2 separate regions of the Mus musculus genome follow, and region 2 is linked to region 1. A link is a contact called in public HiChIP or PLAC-seq data. All regions are on one chromosome and are shown on one strand. Each heading gives the region's core, a stretch centred on a gene start, on an enhancer-like site or on the middle of the called end of the contact. The rest is flanking DNA. Distances are from core to core; before and after follow the strand shown. Region 1 overlaps Kng1 (kininogen 1). Region 2 holds the start of Fetub (fetuin beta).

Region 1 (7,707 bases), core at 3,752-6,251:
AGAACTACCAGGGAACGCTGACAATGAGCTAAGTGACTGAGTGGTTACCTGTTTTCTTTCCCAGCCATAAAACGCAAGATCAGCATAAATATGTACAACTTCTTACGGGTTTAAAAGAGCAGCCCCTCCCCCAGTTATTTCAGTAATGATTCATGTTCAATATTGCTTTTTGGAATAGACAGAACTGACCCCAAGCTGACAATACTCCAATCCTACCATATCTAATGCTTGGCATTTCACAGTCGGGACGACTTTGTTCTCCCAAGGTCTCATGTACACGTTAGCATTGCAGTCGAGACTTTGCTAATCATGAAAACAGAAGACAAGAGAAAATAAATCAGCATTAGTCATGAGGCCCATGAGCAAGTGACCTTTAGAGTGTCACACAGGGACAGTGCTACTCACTCCAAGGTGCTTGATCTCACAATCTTCTGCCAGCTCTGTGTTACTTTCCTTGGAGCATTTGGTTTCTCTGGCTATGAACTCAATAACATATTTAGTTCCTGCTACCACCTGTAAAGTTAATAGTACAAGACAAATATTTAATGAGGATTTCCATAACAAATTGCACTTTTTTACTTCAGTGTGGTCAAAGTTAGAATCTGGAAATTTTAAATATTTCCTGACCATCTTAGAAAGTTACACTGTCCTTGTAGTGTGACTACAAGTATAAAATTCTCTACAAGGTGCACATATCTGACACAACGTTTTGTTTGTATGTATATCTAAGATTTCTGGGTATTAGTTGGGTCAGCTTACTTCACTGAGTAAAAGAAATACAGGGTAACCTTTCACTTTAATATTCACATACTAATTTAAATGTTCATAAACTATAAACCACACCTACCAAGTAACTCAAGGGCTTAATTTTTAGTACATTCTGAGGTATGAAAAGAAAAACTTAAAATATTTTCTTTAAATATTTTTTGTTGTTTCGCTGCCAAATACTGAATTAGAAAATCCATGTGTAGTTTAAATTATCCAGTTAGGAAAGTATTTAGATTATCTATTACTTTTCATATATTTTTAAGATTAAGTAGCCTCTTAAATCTTTAAACAAGCCAGTTGTTGGTGGAACATGCCTGTAATCCCAGCACTGGGGAGGCAGAGGAAGGTAGATCTTTGTGAGTTCATGGCCAGCCTGGTCTGGAGAGTGAATTTCAAGTCAATCTGGACTGTATAATGAGATACTTTTTTAAAAAAAATTTTCAAAAGTAGTTAGGAATATATCTAACCCAATGATTCAAAGACTATTACAATAAAATTCTCTACAATAAAAATGTCTAGATATTGGCAAAGGAAATTACAGAAAATACTAGACAATGGAAATATCGTGCATGGTCCTGGATAGGCAAAATTAATAGTGTGAAAATGTTTGTACTACCACAATTAATATACAGAATTAATACAATACCTATAAAAAATTCCATGTCATATGTCATAGGCTTAGAAAAAAATACATGAATTTATATGAAACCACAAAGGACCAAATGGCCAAAGCCGTCCTAAGGAGTAAGACAATGCTGAAGGTATTATAGTACTTGACCTCAAATTATACTATAGAGCCATAGTGACAGAGACAGCCTGTGACTAGAGCAAAAACAGACAGGAAGACCAACAGCACAGGCAGGTACCAGCCCCAGGTATTAACAGATGGGACTGCATGAAAATACAAAGTCTCTATACAGCAGAAGAAAAACCAACAGGGCCCATAGCCCACATGATCAGAGAAAATCTTTACCAGTTACACTTCAGACAACAACTAATATCCAGAATTAATAAAGAATTACAGAAATTAAATGCCAAGGGAATAAAACTGTCAATCAGCACATAGAAAACAAACTAACAGGCAGTTACTAAAGCAGGAGACTGTCCCTCATCAAACACTCTTTACAAAGATGCCTTTACGTTTTGCCTGACACTCAACAGTAAGGGTCTGCTTGGCTTCATTTACTCAGTCCCATATTGTGTATCTTGGTATTAGTAGTAGTAGGCATTTGTGGGTGGGTGTGTCTGTATGTGTGTGGTTGGGGGAGTACATGCCATGGCATGTGTGTGGAAGTCAGACAACAACTCTGTGCAATCAGTTTTCTCCTATCCAGGGATAGGATTCAGGCCATCAGGCCAGTGTTAAACACCTTTACCATCTGAGCCATCACTGGCCCTGCTGATCAGTTGGACCGTTTACCGTGTCTTTTGCTTTTAGAATGAAAACAACAATGACTATGTTCACATATGAAGGCTCTTGTTAGATTCCTAGAAATACAACTACTAAACCTATTTCTTACTAGATTTAGAAGCTCATGTCAGCCTCCACAGCAGCTTGCTTCTATCTTGATAAAGTTTCTTATCTACTCTCAGCTTAGTTTAGCTTATCTTAGTGTAGTTTAGCTTAATTAAGCTTATCCAGAGAAGCTAGTCTTTAGGTTGGAATCTATCCTTTAACAGTCTGAGTATAGATGCCAGTGCTGTTGGAGATTTTCCCTTCTCTAATACAGCTACTCATTTTACAGATGGTGCCACAAGAGATGAGATTTTAATAGTCACACAGAGTCACCAAGGATAGAGGTGATGGTAGAGCTGAGCCTCTGACTCCAGATAAAGGCAAACAGCCTTTATTGATAGAGTGCATCCAGGGCACAGGGAACAAAGGGAGAAAGAACATGCAGCAAGAGTGAAGTCTCTCTCTCTCTCTCTCTCTCTCTCTCTCTCTCTCTCTCTCTCTCTCTCTGTGTGTGTGTGTGTGTGTGTGTGTGTGTTAAGACAGGATCTTACTAAGTGTAGTCCAAGGTGACCTAGAACTTGTGGCAAGATACTCGCCCAACAAAGACACTCAAGCATGCAGCACAGTTGGGACTTGGAATTTAAGCCACCAAATCCTGTTGCCAAGTCCTGTTTTCCTCACCAGAGCCAAGAACAGGGGTCATACTACCAATCAATCTATACATAGGATACAAACTCCCATTTTCCTATGTACAGACCTGTGATGTTGCTTTTTTCACGGTGTCAATCTTGTAATAGAAAGGATGGTCATTCTCTGCATTTAGCTGTGCAATGGAATGACCAAGCACCTCCTTCAGCTCTGGGCTGTCTACAGGTATGTCCCTGGGGCAGCCAGGGCAAGGCTTGGGAAGCGCTTCTACCAAATCATCTCCTGAGAAGAAATCAGATTTAAAGTCAGTAGGTACACCCAAAGTGTAGTCTGGCTTCTCTCCTGTCACACACAACTTCTGCATTCTCATTTATACAGGGTGTGAGGTAAGCAGAACAGGATTAAGGGAATACTGGTCCTGAGACAGTCCACTTCTCCTTGTTCTTTGGGAGATCAGATGTTTAGGGAAGCGTGTTTGCCCATGTTCACCCATATGCTATAATTGCTTGTATTTTTACACACTGATACAGGGCATTATATGTCCCAAGCCAGCCTTGAATTCTCCATGTAGATGTTGACCTAAAAACTTCTGATCCCCTGCTTCAGTGTCCTGACTGGCACAGTTACAGGTATGCAACCACACCCAGTTTAAAATTTCCCATTTTTTAAAAAAAGATTTATTTATTGATTATATGTAAGTACACTGTAGCTGTCTTCAGACACTTCAGAAGAGGGAGTCAGATCTCGTTACAGATGGTTATGAGCCACCATGTGGTTGCTGGGATTTGAACTCTGGACCTTTGGAAGAGCAGTCGGGTGCTCTCACCCACTGAGCCCTCTCACCAGCCCAAATTTCCCATTTTTGATGTCAACTATAGAGAAATGTTTAAGTTTGAGGAAAGTGCTTGCAATGGCTCTCCAATGGCCAGCTTAGAGTCCATGGCTCCACTGAACAGGCAGTGCTAGTGGAGTTTCTCATGGTTAGTGCACAGTAGTGCCCCTCATGACATATATAGAGTGGGTCTCCTCATGACACATACGCAGTAGTGCTCCCCATGACCTGTGCACAGCGGCGCTCCTCATGACAGGTGCATGGTGGTGTTTCTCAACATGACACGTTCACAATTATATGTCAATGTGAGTGAAGTCAGCCCTTTTATTGAAAATGCTGATTTAACTATAAGTTTTCCACAGAGCTCACCATATCAAAACACACTAGAAAGCCCACCTTTACCTGGAAGGATTCCATGGTGGGTGGTTAAAAACGAGATGCAATTCTCTCCAACTCAAAACATGGGATTTAAGGACAGTGTACACAAAAAGAAAGGCAGCTGCCACTGTCCCTGAAGGCTACCGTGTCTGGGGAAGACACATTGTTGCTCAGTCACTGTGTTGCCTTGACCAGTTCAGACCCAGTGCAGCTAAGTAAAAAGGAGACACCACTTCCTGTGTCTCCATGTGGGCTTTCTCACCTGAATAAAGGGTACAGCTCTGTGAGAAGTTGGCAATTTTGTTATTAATATCCATGAAGAGATTTCCTCTACATTCACCATCATCCTGGTGGTTAAAAAATCATAAACAGAAGTCATTGTGAAAAGCAAACAACTAGTAAAAATAAAAGACAGTAAGTATGTCTGTTGCGGGAGATACTAAAAAACTGAACCTGCCAACTTTCCGTGGAGTCAGACCACGCTCCTGTGCGCCTTCCTGCTGCCGCTGCCAACTCTCTGGAGCTAGCCCCGGCTGCACCTGATTGCTGTGTACCCAGCTCTCGGTTGCTTGTCCCTGGCATTACTGCTGCTTCTTCCTCAGCCATATACTCATGTAGTCGGTGATCCTGCACTCCAATAACTAAATGGAACCGCCAGCCTCGCAGTTGCATATCACAATACCCAGTAACCCGGTAAAATCAAGACTCTTAAAGCTTAATTAATCCATCAGATTTATGTATCAATAATGTCACAATTTATAAGATGCCAATACATTAAATTTCAGAGCCGACTAATAATGATAAGAGCTTTATCCTAATATTTCTAACCTTGTGAAATCATAGCTACTTGTGGCTGGAAAACACTACCACATAGGTTCATATCCGCAGCCATCTTCCTTTTCCTTTTACCCTGAGACTCTCCCTTGCTCTGCAACTCTTAGCTCTGCCTCCCTTTTCCCTGGCCAATCACAGACATCCTTTGTACTAATGTAATTGGACAGGGAAAATCCTGTGACAGTTTGTCTACTTTACAAATCATTATATCAGGAAAAGGGGAAAAAAGGAATAAAAGCAATGGAAAAAATGAAAAGCACATGGTAGCCATGATAGCTATGACAAGGAGCACCGACAGAGGGAGAGAAATGGGATTGTCCACTGCACAGGGAATGCCTAAGTAAGACAGGATCTCTCATTGAACCCTGAGCTCACTGATTCCAGTAGGCCACTGTCAAGTGAGCCCAGGAGTCTTGTCTCTCTGATGCTTGTATTCTAGATGTCTGCATGGGAGAGAGAGACCCAAAGACAAGCCCTTTACTGACTGAGATATCTCTTCCCTGGCTTCAACTTTTGCTTTGTTTTGTTTTAGAGGCAGCTGAGCATATGGCCTTCACATGTATCTGCACAGGTGAGCACACACACACATACATACCTGCATATACCACACACACAAAGAAAAGAATGGGCAAAGAATATATAATTACTCATCCATAAATTCAATCCATAAACTTCTAGCATACTTATGAAAATATTTCAGCAAAATGAACACGTTAACTCAATTATTGATTGAGAAACTAAAATATATTTAGCTATAAAATATTGAATTTTAACGCAATAGAATTTAAATCAATTTATTTAAGCAAACAGCTATAAATGTAAAAACTATATAAATGAAGAGTTTAAAAGATTTTAATAACTATGTTTATCATTTATAAAACTGAAGGAGAGATGGCTCAGCGGTTAAGAGCACTGACTGCTCTTCCAAAGGTTCTGAGTTCAAATCCCAGCAACCACATGGTGGCTTACAACCATCCTTAATGACATCTGACTCCCTCTCCTGGTGTGTCTGAAGACAGCTACAGTGTACTTACCTATAAAATAAATAATAAATAAAATCTTAAAAAAAATAAACTGAAGCCTTATTCTGAAGGAATGCCAAATACAAAAATAATTTCATTGTCAAAAATGTTTGCTAAGTTAGTATTATATAAAAACTAGAAATAACCTAGGTATCCAAAGGTAGGAGCACTGTGGTAAAAAACAATCTATGGTGTCCTTGCTGGAATATTATTGCAGAGTCATCTTTAATGTTTACCAAGAATTCTAGGCAGGCAGTGGTGGCCCACGCCTTTAATCCCAGCACTTGGAGGCAGAGGCAGGCGAATTTCTGTGTTTGTGGCCAGGCTAGTCTACAGAGTGAGTTCCAGGACAGCCAGGACTACAAAGAGAAACCCTGTTTCAAACAAACAAACAAAAGATTCCTAATGATGAGGAAAAATTCTTAGGTGAAAAAAAAAAAAGAGTCGAGCATGTAAAATAATCACAGAACTGGAGAACTGGCTCAGAGGTTCCGAGCACTGACTGCTCTTATGGAGGACTGCGGTTTGATTCTCCCATGGCAACTCACAACCACCTACAACTTCAGTCTCAAGAGTTCTGATGTCCTCTCCAGCCTCTGTGTATACTGTATATACATATTCACAGATTACACATGTAGGCAAAAAGCCCATATACTCGAAATAAATAAATAAATAAATAAATAAATAAATAAATAAATAAATGTTAAAAATTAAATAAAATAATCACAACTTTTAAGAAAAAGAAGTCACTGAAAATTTCCCACAATTCTCCTTTCTCTCCACCCATGAAAAAGACAAAGGGGATATGCACTAATCCCTCTGGGGGTTAGGACCATTCTGCTTGCATTTGCATTGCCTGATGGCTGGTGGTCCTGTGGATCTCCTCATGTGCTAATACCTGCAAATCTGGAGCCATCTGTTCAATCAATCCTTTGCCCATTTTAGAAGTGGTCTGTCTTTTGGTTTTGGGTTCTGGAATTTTGAACATGATCTTCACACTAAGCCCTTTAAGGGCAGAAGATTCATAAATGTTTCCTTTTATTTTGTGTCTTTTTGTTGTTGTTGTTGTTCTTTTTTGAGACCGGGTTTCTCTGTATAGCCCTGGCTGTCCTGGAACTCACTCTGTAGACCAGGCTGGCCTCAAACTCAGAAATCCACCTGCCTCTGCCTCCCAACCTGCCTCTGCCTCCCAAAGGCATGCGCCACCACTGCCCGGCTTGGTAGGGTCTTTTATGACTCTTTTTACAGCTATAAATCAATGCATGATTAACTAGAACATTTAAAAACTATTGAAGAAATCTCAATAGGTATGCAAAATCAGAAAAAAAAAAAAACCCACCCAGAACTCTTCCTGAAGGTTAACAGTGTTCTGAATTATAACACATTTACTTTCTATCACTTTTATATTTATATTATTTGACCTTGCATATTTGCCTGACTCTGTATACACAGTTTCCCTTCCTTCCTTCGTTCCTTATTTTAAAACTTAAATTTAAAACAAATTTTGAGACAGCATTGTCTCCCTATGCATCCCTAGAAGGCCTAGAACTCGGTTTGTAGAGCAGACTGCTCTTGAACTCATTGACATCTGCTGCTTTTGCAGTGCTGGTAAAGGTGTGTGTCACCACACCCAGCCTCCTGTTTCCTCCCCATCGTCCTTCATTTATTTAGGTCTTTTTGTTTTTTTTTTTTTCTGAAACAGCAGCTTTTCAAACCAATGAAGGCCTCAAACCCACTGAGCAGTTAAAGATGATCTTGAACGCCTAATC
Region 2 (7,707 bases), core at 2,345-4,844, 150 kb after region 1:
TGCCCCAACAGGTAAGAAGGACACATGCTCCACTATGTTCATAGCAGCCTTATTTATAATAGCCAGAAGCTGGAAAGAACCTAGATGCCCCTCAACAGAGGAATGGATACAGAAAATGTGGTACATCTACACAATGGAGTACTACTCAGCTATTAAAAAGAATGAATTTATGAAATTCCTAGCCAAATGGATGGACCTGGAGGGCATCATCCTGAGTGAGGTAACACATTCACAAAGAAACTCACACAATATGTATTCACTGATAAGTGGATATTAGCCCCAAACCTAGGATACCCAAGATATAAGATATAATTTGCTAAACACATGAAACTCAAGGAGAATGAAGACTGAAGTGTGGACACTATGCCCCTCCTTAGATTTGGGAACAAAACACCCATGGAAGGAGTTACAGAGACGGAGTTTGGAGCTGAGATGAAAGGATGGACCATGTAGAGACTGCCATAGCCAGGGATCCACCCCATAATCAGCATCCAAACGCTGACACCATTGCATACACTAGCAAGATTTTATAGAAAGGACGCAGATGTAGCTGTCTCTTGTGAGACTATGCCGGGGCCCAGCAAACACAGAAGTGGATGCTCACAGTCAGCTAATGGATGGATCATAGGGCTCCCAATGGAGGAGCTAGAGAAAGTAGCCAAGGAGCTAAAGGGATCTGCAACCCTATAGGTGGAACAACATTATGAGCTAACCAGTACCCCGGAGCTCTTGACTCTAGCTGCATATATATCAAAAGATGGCCTAGTCGGCCATCACTGGAAAGAGAGGCCCATTGGACTTGCAAACTTTATATGCCCCAGTACAGGGGAATACCAGGGCCAAAAAGGGGGAGTGGGTGGGCAGGGGAGTGGGGGTGGGTGGATATGGGGGACTTTTGGTATAGCATTGGAAATGTAAATGAGTTAAATACCTAATAAAAAATGGAAAAAAAAAAAAAAAAAAAAAAAACAAACTCGGAAAAAAAAAAAAAAAAAAAAAAAAAAAGATCCAGGATGTGTCAGTATAGAGCTGCCAGGACGAGCCCTGCCGTGGGGCCTCAAGGTTCACTTGAGCAGCTTTATAACTGCAACAGAATAGCCTACTAGGACTTGAAACACCATGCCCTGAGGCCACCTCTATCCAAACACAGCAGTTTTTGAGTCAATATTTTGGATTGGATTTGTCAGTGTTCTAACCTTGGATCCGGAGCATGCCTTTCGTGTAAATAAATCCAAGTTTCCTAACCCTTTCCCAGGAATTATAAAAAAATGTTTGATCAAGACATGGGAGACCTGGCTTCTGTCTTGTCCAGATGGAGAGTCCTAATCCAACTGGAACTGAATACAAGCACTACTCAGAAGTGTCCCTTTCTAGTTCCTGTATAGGACAGGAAAATGCTTCATCTCAGAATTGTATTTAAGGTGGGGAAAGCTAAGGAGACCCCAAAAGTTCTCCCAACACACTCTAGGTCTAGTCTTCCTTTTGTGCACCTACAGGTAAATTCATCAAGAGACCAAGACCTGACACTGTCAAGAGAAAGATAATGGTGGCCATCAAGACGGATCATGGTTCTTGCCTCTCTTTCTGAGCTTCAGTTCAGATCCCAGGAAGGTTCTGCTTATTGGGGATATATGAAAAGCAATTTATTTTTTGTTTTGACAGGGCCTTAAATGTGTTCGGTAGCTGGCCTTGAACTCGCAATCCTCTTGCATCTACTGGGACTACAGGTGCATATCACCATACCTGGTGACTAAATCAGGTATCTTTCAAAGCTCCTTTCCCTCTAGGGCTGGGCCTCATATGTGCTGGGGACGTGCTTTCATAGCGCTACATCACAGCAACTTTTATTTTGAGACAAGACCTCAATAAGTTTCCCAGTCTGGCATGGAACTTGCAATCCTGCTTCAGCTGCTCAAATTCCTGGGATTGCGGGTACCTACCTCCATAAATGGCACACACACATTGTGCATGATGCCAAGCATCAAACCAGGGCCTCACTTACACCAGGCAAACATTGTACTTCTGAGCTACAGCCACAGGCCATTTATTTTTTTAAAAATGTTTCTACTACAAACACACACACACGGGGGTGGGGGGGGGGAGAGAGAGAGAGAGAGAGAGAGAGAGAGAGAGAGAGAGAGAGAGAGAGAGATATCAACAATGAAAGCAAAGGTCTAAGTCAGGAAGGGAGCCTACATAGCAGGCTGTCCCTTAAAGCATTCCCTAAGGTAAGCAATACCTCATTCCATACCTCCATCTCCACCCCTGCCCAGGCTTTCTGTGTTCAATAGACAGAGGTTCTGCTCTATCCACAGGTACCCATCTGGTAGGCCCTCAATACACAGAGTATCTTGAAGACTCCAAAGCTTTGGGGTCAATACTATTTCAAACACAGGTCCCTACAGCTACTAGAGAATATAAGAGTTTTCCTGAGTAGAGCTTATTTTTAATTCACAAATATATTTTGGAAATGTCTGTGTTTATAAATAAGGACACCAGTCTGTGAGACTTTTCATGGGAACCTGATAAGAGGGCCCAAATATTTTGGATGGAAAGAAATGCTCCTCTGGTCTAGATGAAAATCCAATATGCAGTAAGCTATGGCTGACACGAGTGAACCAAGCAAAAGAAGGCTGTTAACATTGCTCAAGTTCCTAAATTTACTTAAAACATTGATTACATATTAAACTTAAATATGCTGACTTATGTTTTTAGCTAACATTGAAAAGTTAATTTTATAATAAACTTACTAAAAAACTTAAATTTATGATGCTAAATGTAATTGTATTATAGTTGAGCAGAACACAGATTCCTTCCCCCCCACCCCACCCCCCACCCCATTTGATAGCTACTCATAGACAACTAGGTAACAGCATCCACTCACTAACTTAGTGGTAGTATAGACACTCACTGAAAACTCTAAAGAAAACTTAGCCAAGTCCAACCAGGGGAGAATACTAGGGCTCAGAAAGGGTAAAAATCCTGAATGAATCAATACAAGAAACAGCACAGGAGCCTTCCCTTTTAGAAGATTTTCATCAAAGCGAGTGAGATGGCTCAGCCCCTAAAGGTGCTTGCTGCCAAGCCTGGTGGCCTGAATGTAACTCCTGATACCCTCACAGTGAAAGGGAAGAACCGACTGCTGAACGATGTCCTCTGACCAGAGTGCAGTGTCATCTGCACTCTGGCCCACCCACCCCACCTCTGCACAAAAATAAACAAATAAATGTAAAAATATTTTTGTCACCACACAGATGCTTAGAACACTGTGTGAGCTACTCTTTCAGCTACCAACCAGCCGATGTGGAGAAGCCACTTACCCACTGTAAGCCACTCTGCCAAATCTGTCAAATGCACTAATCATGACCCTGCACCAGAAATCGCAGAAGGCTAGACGTTGTTAGATGTTGTGTAACACAGCAGCTACCTGTGACTCACAGGTTCTGGCTGAGCCACTGCACAATGTCAGGAATCAAGGTAAGCTGTCCGGAATCAAGAGCTTTGCAAGTCTGGTGTGCTTTGAACACGTTCCCAAAGCTCAGAAAACGAACGCTTATGAAACCTGTGGAGAGGTGGCGCCTTTACAGAGATTAAGTCCCAAGGGCTCTGTTCTCAGGGGTGGGGCATGCCCATGTCAGGGGAGTACATTTGTTAGGCAGAGTTCTTCCTCCTGCCTCCCGCCTCCCGCCCACGCATGACGCAGCAAGAAAGCTGTTCCCAGAGGCCCTCCAGGCCTCCAGAAGGGTGAGAAGGATCCGGTGACAGCAGCACAGCACAGGATGGACCACATTAATAAGAAGCCACGCCCACTTTTTAGTCTTCCGTAAACAAGTGGTTAGTAAAGATTGATTATGAAACCCAAATCTGAAGATTACAGTTCTACAGAAGGGAGCTCTTGGTTGTGTTTTCTTTCTTTCTTTCTTTCTTTCTTTCTTTCTTTCTTTCTTTCTTTCTTTTTTCCAATTTAGAAATATCTTTAAAGACCTGTTTTTCTGGGTTGGCTCATGCCACGTGTTGTTTAGAATGATTCCAACCCTGAGTTACCAAATTTTTTTTCCCCCACACGCTCCCAGTTGTGTTTTCAAATGGGAATAATTCGAGAAAAATGGGTATCGAAGCCAGAAATGGCTACTTTAAGAAAAACAACACAAATTGGGAGACCATTAGATTGTGGAGGCTCTGGAATTTAAATCTCTACCAAATAAACAAACAACAAACAAATAAATAATAACCTCAAGACAGGAGCTTTCTACACTAACCAATAAAATTCATTTATCTTCCCTTCTTTCTACAGCTAAATTGTACAAGTTTACCCTCCCACAATACTGGGACTCATAAATTAATGAATGCTTTAATTTTTTTCAATTTAAATGTGCTTAAGTTTTCCTTTATCAGTTAAAAAAAATCAGATATCCAAACTCTGAGGTTCAGCAGAGATTTAGTTTCAGCCAGCAGTGAACATACCTCTGTCGGGTCTGGGCTGGAGTGTCCAATGCCTGAGGAAATGTACCCAGTACACTTAGGTAGAAGCCATTGGTGCAATTTTAATGAAAGACAGATGCAAACGGGGTAAAAAGATGCTGTAAGGATGCTAAATCACATGGTAAACTGAACTTTGACCAGGACCCTGCTTCAGCCCTGGTCTGCGTGAGCTAGGCTAGCGATGTAACACTTAAGCCCAATTTCCTCAACTGTGTAGGGCTTTCAACCATGCGATTACTAAGGGCCCGTTTAGCCCTGATGGGAGGGCACTCTGCCCCCCTCTCTGCACAGGGTGCCATTCCATCTCTAGCAGGGGCAGCTCCTAGAACCTGGCTCTACGGAACTTGAATCACACAGATCTATCCACCATGCCCCCCGGGGGAACGTGATCCTATTGCATCATGAGTGAGATTTCCGGAACTTGAATCACACAGATCTATCCACCATGCCCCCCCGGGGGAACGTGATCCTATTGCATCATGAGTGAGATTTCCCGTAAAAATCCTTGTTGTGAAGAGGCCACTAATACAGACGCTGGGTTCACGCAGGCCTGGGGTTTAATTCCAGTTCAGTACTCACCAATGGGAATGCAGGAAGCATTTTCCACACACACGTGGGCTGGGTGTGAGGACCAGTGAACTGTGCTTGGCTATGGATTTGGCCTCTGTACTCCCCCCCCCCCCAAAAGAGTCTAAAAAGTAAGGAGTGGGCAGGGAAGATGGCCACGCATGTCACATACTCACAGTCCCGTTGATCTAAGACAGGGAGGAACACGGAAGGTGGGGCCCAGTCCTGCAGCTCTGACAGACAGGCTTTCCTGAGGACCCAGAGTCGCTTCGGCCAGGAGACCAACTCACAGGAGCAACTGGTGTATAAACAAGGTGCTTGTTTGTTAATTAACAAATTGGAGGGATCCTCTCCAGGTGTTCCCGATGGAGCTGCAAAGGATGATGGCAGCTTCTCCCTCTGACTGCCCTTTTATATCTTGCAAACAGAGTGCGCCATCATTCAGAACTCCAGGAATAATACCCTGCTTAGCTGAGTTTCAGGGCTGACATACACCCTAACTATGAATTAGAGGAAGGTCCTAGAGAGAATAAGCTCTAATTAGGTTCCGTGTCTTTCCAAGGAGCCGCCCAGTACTTTGTTTCTGCCTGGGCTTTTCCCAATGCTCTGCCCGCACTTTGGGTCCCACCCATAGGCTGTGGCTTCCCTGCACAGGGCCTTCTCCACCCAGAGCTGCTGATGCCCAAGGCTGTCACTCAGTAGGTGGCTTTATTGCTGAATCTCACCATAGTCAGTACTGTACACACAGTGACCCAGAAAGGCTCTGGCTGCCCGCAGCAGGCTGGGCATGGGTAAGTCCAGGACGCTCACGTGGAATGGAGAGGAGGGCGGCTGCATCAAAGGTCCCGTCATCCTGTTTTATAGCCGTGTTAGCACAAAGCAGGTATCCTTTCTAATTCCGTGTGAATAGCTGTGAAATCATCAGAAGTCAATCTGGTCACCCGGCTTCTCACGCAAGGGTCTCGGCTCAGGCATACTTGAGGCTCAGCTCACTTGCCTGCTGGCGGAAATGAAGGGTCATGGTAAGGTTTGCAGTCAAGTGGTGCCTAGGGGAGGTGTGAATGGAAGGCCCAGGGAATCCTACTGGGGGGCAGGTACACCTAACAGTGACTCAGAGAATGTTCAAAGCACAACAAAGAAACAAACGTCAATTTCTCCAAATCATCAGTATTTTCTGAGTATTCCTTTGTATAGTTTTGAATTTTAGAACACTGCTACTGTTGGCCGTGCTCAGAACTGTAAAATTAGTTAAACAAAGTTGAGTGTGGGGGGCGGAATAACAAAATTAGATGGAAACAAAAAGGAAGGAGCTTGTATTTCAGATGAAACCTGGACACAGCAGAAGAAATAAACCCACAACTCACCCTTCGGAACAGTTATTCTTGAATGCAGTTCTTTGATCACACAACAGCCTAAAAGACTAATGGTAAGAATGGAATATTTTGCTTTTCCAGGGTGGAAAGGGTATGGCAAATTCTAAAAAGGTATTTGCATGCATTGTGATGTTGGGGAAACTGCTGGGAAGGAAGGTTCTCAATGAGGAAGAATGTGTGAGGGAGAATGAGGGGACTCTGGGCTTTGGGGTTGGTTCTAGAGGCAGCAAGAGAATTCAGAACTTGACTCGGGCCATCGGAGATAATGATTCTTTCCTCCTGGGCTGGCTGAGAAGGCCTACAAGCACGGAGACTACAGTGCAACAAGCCCACCCAGAGCTGAACCTGGCTTTTCAATCTTAGTCTTTTTTTTAAAATTTTTGTTTTTGAGATAGGGTCTTTCTACATAGGCCTGGCTATCCTGAAACTTACTATGTAGACCAGGGTGACTTTGAATTCATGGATATCTGCCTGTCTCAGTCTCCCGAGTGCTGGTATTAAAGGGGTGAGCCACCAAAGCCAGTTCAATCCCAGTCTTTATTAGAAACCCAGGCCCTTTGACATGGTTGATTCTGAGGAAATGGAGAGTATAAGCTGGCCTTGTGCAGAAAGTAAGGAGGTACTCAGAGTACGTTTCTGTAAAAGAACTCGCTTGAAGGGAAGCCACTGTCAACCCTTGGGAAACCTGAACATAAAAATAAACAATGACAGTAATATACTACAGTAAACTGAAAAACTAGTGACTCATAAATCCTTTAGTATATAGTCAGTGGCATTTCAAAGTCACCATTCTGTAGCTACTATTGTGGTAAGTAATCCAGGCAGGAACCATCAACGACTGCTAAACATAGGAAGCAGAGTCTCTTAACTGTCTCCTCACAGATAACTGCTTTTGGTTTTTGTAAAGAATTTGTGTGTGTGTGTGTGCACTTGTGAGTGTATGTGTGTGTATGTATGTGTGTGTGCACTTGTGAGTGTACTGTGTGTATGTGTGTGTGTATGTGTGTGTCTCTATGTGTGTCTGTGTGTGTATGTGCCTGTGTATGTGTGTGTGTGTATGTTTGTGTGTGTGTGTGTGTGTGTGTGTGTGTGTGTGTGCACTTGTGAGTGTAGTGCTCCTGGAGGCCAGAAGAGGGCATCAGACCCCCTAAAACTGGAGTTACAAGCATTTGCCTGTGAATTGTCCAGTGCAGGAGCTTGGAATGGAACTCTGGTTCTCTGTGTTACTTGCTCTTAACTGCTGAGCCACACAGATTATTTCTTAATTTTTCATGGGGGAAAATGT

The links. HiChIP or PLAC-seq counts read pairs in DNA pulled down with a chosen protein or histone mark.
Region 2: an H3K27ac HiChIP or PLAC-seq map of embryonic stem cells shows a contact between it and region 1, with 3 times the contacts expected there. The contact joins the promoter of Fetub here to the enhancer-like site in region 1. A contact is called at or near these places in 3 of 39 promoter capture datasets (3T3-L1-derived adipocytes, hippocampal neurons and stem cell-derived epiblast-like cells), 2 of 115 datasets of contacts at active chromatin or transcription factors (both in embryonic stem cells) and 2 of 9 other capture datasets (adipose tissue and liver).

What each region holds. Positions count from the first base shown.
Region 1 is chr16:23,070,080-23,077,786 of GRCm38.p6, reverse strand. Kng1 (kininogen 1) reads right to left here. Exons shown (of 11, transcript NM_023125.3): 6 at 4,345-4,429; 7 at 2,982-3,154; 8 at 406-513; 9 at 217-303. Among named protein-coding and RNA genes, the nearest start is that of Kng1, 16 kb to the right of the region's middle. Within about 2 kb of position 5,001, at least 2 of the 459 cell types and tissues checked have an H3K27ac peak or open chromatin away from gene starts, as enhancers often do. A contact at or near this core is called in embryonic stem cells, where this site is marked.
Region 2 is chr16:22,916,109-22,923,815 of GRCm38.p6, reverse strand. It overlaps Fetub (fetuin beta), which reads right to left and starts at 3,594. Exons shown (of 8, transcript NM_021564.2): 1 at 3,321-3,594.